Regions from separate parts of the Mus musculus genome. Here region 1 is linked to region 2. Evidence: chromatin contacts called from public HiChIP or PLAC-seq data. All regions are on one chromosome and are shown on one strand. Each heading gives the region's core, a stretch centred on a gene start, on an enhancer-like site or on the middle of the called end of the contact. The rest is flanking DNA. Distances are from core to core; before and after follow the strand shown. Region 1 has its middle 12 kb from the start of Rnft1. Region 2 overlaps Bcas3 (breast carcinoma amplified sequence 3).

Region 1 (2,700 bases), core at 77-2,576, 950 kb before region 2:
GTGTCTGTCTGAGTGTGTGCATGTGACTCTGTGTGCGTGTGTCTGTGTGTGCTTGTGAGTGTCTGTCTGAGTGTGTGCATGTGACTCTGTGTGCGTGTGTCTGTGTGTGCTTGTGAGTGTCTGTCTGAGTGTGTGCATGTGCCTGTGTGTGTGTATGTTAGCATGCGCTGGTGCTGAACTTCCTTAGGTTCAGCTGGGGAAGTGATTTGACTTTGCTGTGTCTCAGTTTCTGACTGTTCCTGAGCTTGTGTGATGAACTTTGGCTGACTTAAATAATTGTGGGTGGAGACGTTTACACACACACCCCTTCAGAGCTCCTAGGCTAGTCTAAGGAGGGGTGAACACATTTTATTAGTGTTTACAAAGCAACTATAATGCCGTCCCTCAAATGCTTGCAGGCTCCATCTTTCCCTGTGAGAGAATATTCAAATGCATTTTAAATATTCATATCATAGTTAAGTTAAAAAAATGTTTTTCTTGACAAATCAGTTTCTTGACCTTAAAATGAGCTTTTTTTTTCTGCTCAAGAAAAGAAACACCCCATTTGTTCAGATCCAGGAAAGATAGGGCATGGTCCTTGAAAACTCTTTAAAAATTGTAACTATTCAGACCACAGCGTTTGCTAAAAAGAGCTGCAGGAGGCAGGGCTAGTCAGGGAAATGAATTGATTAATGCAGCCGCTGCATTTTTTTCCACCTTCAATTTGATTTAAATTTAATATCCTCCCACAATGGAAAATGATTTACAATGAGAAGATGAGCTGGAAGAAAATGAAAATGGAAACAAGATGTCATCTCGCTTTACCATCCGACAGCTCTGCCGTGCCTCTCAGAACAGTGTTTGCCACTTACTGTAAATGAAACGGAATGTGTTTTAAAATAACAAAACGCTGCATTACTAGTGGACTCTCTCTGCAAACACATTCATCCCACTGAGCTCTGCTTTACATCTAGGTTGTTTTTAGCTCATTTCCTTTTGTGAAAAAGCAATTGGTGAGTTGATTTCCCAGTTTAGCCGTTGTAATAAAACATAAAAGGCATTTCTGTTTGGCCAAGCTCGTAGAGTGAGTCAAAAGCCCCAAAAAGCAACAAATGTAGGGCAGTGTAAAATTAGAAACTGCTGGCGTTTCTTGAGCGGCAGTCGCTGTGCTGGCGGATGCTCCTCCCCCCTTCTCACCACCAGCATGAATCTGAAGGTCACCTCTATGTACCAGATGACAGAACCCCATGTGCGTGTGCCTTTAGATAAGTTTATAATTCTCATAGCACAACACTCACCTGGGAAGTACCCAGCTCAGTGGGTGTTGTTTTTTTCACAGATGTCTACAGTGACCATCATTCCTAAGATGAACATTTTCTTCCTTTCATACAAACTCCTCGCTCATCCTCCCTGTCCTCAGGCCCTGGTGCTGGCAGCCGCCACCTTGCCGTCTGCGACTTGCCCATTCTAGACATTTGACATAAACAGAGTTATCAATAAGTAGCTCGAGTCACTGGCTTCTTTCAGTTGGCAGAATGTTCTCAGGTTTTGTAATGTTGATCCATGCACCAGCCTTTCGTTTTTAATGTACAGTGATATCCCACTGTATAAATTATACCAGTGTCCATATCAACAGACAATGGGCGCTTGGGTGGTTTTGTTTCTTGGTTATTGTTAAGCATACTGTTGGCATACATGTATAATAGTTTTGCCATTTGTTTTGGTTTTTTTTTTTTTAGATTTATTTATTTATTATATGTAAGTACACAGTACCTGTCTTCAGACACACCAGAAGAGGGCGTCAGATCTCATTACGAATGTTTGTGTGCCACTATGTGGTTGCTGGGATTTGAACTCAGGACCTTTGGAAGAGCAGTCAGTGCTCTTACCCACTGAGCCATTTTGCCAGCCCTTGTTTTTATTTTGAGGCAGGGTTTTACTGAATAGCCCAGGCTGGCTCAGAACTCATAATCCTCCTGCCTCAAGCTTCCAAGATACTAGGATTGCATGCATGCACCACACAGCCTCGTGGACAGATTTCTATGCCATTCTAGTTTTCTCACATTCTTGATACCATTTATATGCCTCCCCCCTCCCCCATTATAGCGCACACGTGCTATGCAAGTGTGCTACCACGGCCCTACATCGCCAGCCCAGAGAAATGTTTCTGTTGTCATGTTGCTAAGGGATTAGTTGATAGGATCTCTTGGACGAGCAGTAAAGGATTTGTTGAAAGGCTTTTCAGCAAGGCAGAAAAGGAGAGACTGTTGAAGAACACAATAAATGATCAGGGGAACTGGAGACATGGGCTTAGAAAACTGAGCAAGTGGGGTCAGCAGTGGGAAAAAGCAGGGGTGTGTCACCCATACAGGGGGGAGAGGGGAAGGTTCTGCCGCCTGAGCGTGTAGACCTTGGCTACCAGAGTCAAAACTGGGTTCTGATGTGAAGGGTGGAGGTGCAAGTCTCTAAGGCCAGCGTTCGAGAAGCTAAGGGAGAAGGAAGGACTTGTGCATTTGAAGCCAGTTGAGTGAAACCTGTCTCCAAAAGGTGAATCCAGGAAACAGAAAGATGCCTTTGAGAATCCCACTCGAGATTTCAAGTCTCAGGGGGAGTCTGGCCAGACAAGCCCAGATCAGACCCTATGCGTTTGCTTCCTGGGTTGGAAGGGGTGCTGGCATATCGGATGTATGGATTTCTCTAAAAGGCAGGATGTCATATAGC
Region 2 (2,743 bases), core at 160-2,659:
GGATTACGTTGAGGATGAAAATGGACAGAGGGGAAGCACCAGCGTGCTTTGTGGCTGCTCCGGAGGAGCGGCATCCCAGGTCAGGTTTGCAGAGCGTCATATTCCCAAACCAGTCATCATTAACGGACTCACTTCCACAGGAAAGGAAAAAAAGCCAAGAGTCTGAAAACTCCGGACAAAAGAAATCCCTGCAGACAGAGTAAAAACAAATTAAAAGACCCATTATAAAACACAGATGCTACAAGGAAAATAAACTTTCCAAGATTTACTGGGCTTTGACAAACCCGGACATTTGTGGAAAAGCCATCAACAGCAACTCCCAGGTAATGTGGGAGGAAGCTTGGCTCCTTTCTGCTTTATCTTTAGCCTCTGTGCAGAAGCTGCCAGGACTGGATTCCCAGCTTCTGGATGCAGGGAAGTGAGAACATGTGAACGAGGCAAACTGCCAAGCACGAGACATTTCTAAGGGAAGCAAGACCCCGAAAGTGCTGAGCACTTCACATTCTGCTGAACGCTAGAGCTACTATCAGCATACTCTGTGCATGGACTTCTTCAGGACACGTGAGAGGAAACGAATGAACAAATGAATGAGGCCATCGCTCCTCCTGATCCTCTTTGCTGCCCAATCACACCATGAAGTAAGGAAAAGAAAACCACCAAGCATGATGTGCAGCAGTCACAGCTCTGGAATCTCCTGCAAGGGGGAACTCAGAGTGGGAGACAGCCGAAAACCCGTGCCAGGTTAGCAGAAGCGTGAGATACACGTGGTCATGAGTGGGAGCCTTAGAAAGACTCCTTAAGAAAGAGGGCTGTGAGAAAGAACACAGACAACGAACAATGGGGTGTCCGGTGAGCCTCTTAGGAGGTCACTGGGGATCCGAGGACAAACAGGCATAGAGATGTTAAGATTCCTTTACAAGAGCAAATTAGCGTGCCCATGGGACAGCATAGTTAGGAGGTCTGCAGTTTTCTGGGTTTTCCTGTGCTCCTTAGACATAGGGCCCTAACCCACATCAGGCATCAGGCAGGCTATTTAAAAGGGCTTATGACAGACACCATCCATGTCTCAGCAAACCAGATGCCTCAGTCCAGTCCGTTTTCATCAATCTCCACAGACTAAAGGGATCTGCCACAGTTGAGGGGCTCTGCTTCTCACCCCATCAAGCTCCTGGCTGCAAGTAATGGAAATTGTATTTGGAAATTAAAATAACAAGGGTACCCCTCAAACCCAAACTCGCGGGTTCCTGGCACTCCCAACCCTATAGAAACATCCTTTCTCCCAATATTTCCTCATCTCCATCCTCCTCCCAACACTCTCGCTATTCTGAGGACAGCGTACAAGCGTCCTCCTGTCTACCCAGTCCCAGAGGAAAGCTGGGTAAGAAGCGCTCAGAGCCTCTGCGCATGCGCACAGTCCGTCCCACACAAAAGCAAAACTGCCGGTCTGCTTTTACTATCCGGCCCTGGACTTGGCGGGTATAAAGCAGCAAAATTTACCAAAGAGTTTTAAGTTAATTCTGGAGTTGAAAAGTTGACTTCTTGACTCTGTTAAAAAGAATACAATGGTAGCTTGTCCTAAAACAATCACTGGATAGCTGAGCTCTGCAAAGCTAGAAAGCATGCTTAGCTCTTGCTTGTGGTCTAATTTAACATTAAAGCATTCTCAACTAAATCTCAACTATTATTTAATCAAAATCAAATAAAATCCTTTAAAACATATATATGTATATTTATTTTTTTTAAGTGCTCAGTACAAACTGGAATTTCTAGTATATGGGTTGCTTTTGGTCAGAAAGGGAGTGTCTGTCCCTCCCTCCCTCCCTCCAGCTCTGCTCTCCCTCCCTCAGGCCCCTAGCCCGCCTCCTTTCCCTCACAGATGAGGATGACAAGCTTCCCAGCTGCAGTTCCTGGACTCTCAGCCTTCTTTCTGACCTTTTCTCAGGCATGTTCCAGTATATTCTGCAATCTACTCAGTAGGAAAAGGAAACAGCAGCGCCCTGGTGTGAGACAGTGCCTTCTGACCCGCAGACCAGGCTGCACAGGCCTGGGATCTCAGCAGGAGATGGAAGGAAAGAAAATTAGCTCTGGACATGGAGGCTGGACACGCTTTACCAAACAACTGCGCGGACTTAAACAGAGGCAGAATCTCCAAGGATGATCCCAACTGCAGTTCTTATTGCTGTGATTGTTGCTCCTTGGGAAGGCAGCAGATGACAAAACATTGCAACAGAAATCTAGCAAAAGCATTGGTTGCTTTTTCTAAGAAAGCTTCCTGGTACCACAGTAACCACTACGGGTACAGAGGAGGAAAACAATCCATGTTTTTCAGGTGGAGACAGTTATTAGTGATGTTCTGCTACAGCACACAGAATGGTCCAGAACTCACCATCTGGTGTTCTCCAGTGTCAAGGAGAATTAAAAGTATACCTCCAAGAGAATTGGTGGTCTGCCATCATGTGACTGTTTTGAACATATATTTATACATAACACATTATACTTGTGTCAATAGCACAACAGTTAATTCTCTAGCTGTTCTCTCCTGATTCTCAGAATATCCTCACCTGTTCCTTACTCTTAAAGTACTGTATGCTATTTTAATGTGTAATACAAGTACTTCCTGGAAGCTAAAATGAATTTTGGATTTAGGAGCCTGATTTATAAGAGTAAAATTTAAAAAGAAAGTCACTATTACAAAGCTTGTATGTACAGTAAGTATAATTTACTCTAAAAGGGCAGTTTGTGG

Evidence for each region. HiChIP or PLAC-seq counts read pairs in DNA pulled down with a chosen protein or histone mark.
Region 1: a contact with region 2 is called in an H3K4me3 HiChIP or PLAC-seq map of bone marrow-derived macrophages, with 9 times the contacts expected there. The contact joins two enhancer-like sites. A contact is called at or near these places in 2 of 115 datasets of contacts at active chromatin or transcription factors (bone marrow-derived macrophages and stem cell-derived neural progenitor cells).

What each region holds. Positions count from the first base shown.
Region 1 is chr11:86,471,382-86,474,081 of GRCm38.p6, reverse strand. No RefSeq gene overlaps it. Among named protein-coding and RNA genes, the nearest start is that of Rnft1, 12 kb to the left of the region's middle. Within about 2 kb of position 1,326, at least 101 of the 459 cell types and tissues checked have an H3K27ac peak or open chromatin away from gene starts, as enhancers often do. A contact at or near this core is called in bone marrow-derived macrophages, where this site is marked.
Region 2 is chr11:85,523,032-85,525,774 of GRCm38.p6, reverse strand. The region is part of intron 15 of Bcas3 (breast carcinoma amplified sequence 3); the gene reads right to left. Among named protein-coding and RNA genes, the nearest start is that of Bcas3, 170 kb to the right of the region's middle. Within about 2 kb of position 1,409, at least 82 of the 459 cell types and tissues checked have an H3K27ac peak or open chromatin away from gene starts, as enhancers often do. A contact at or near this core is called in bone marrow-derived macrophages, where this site is marked.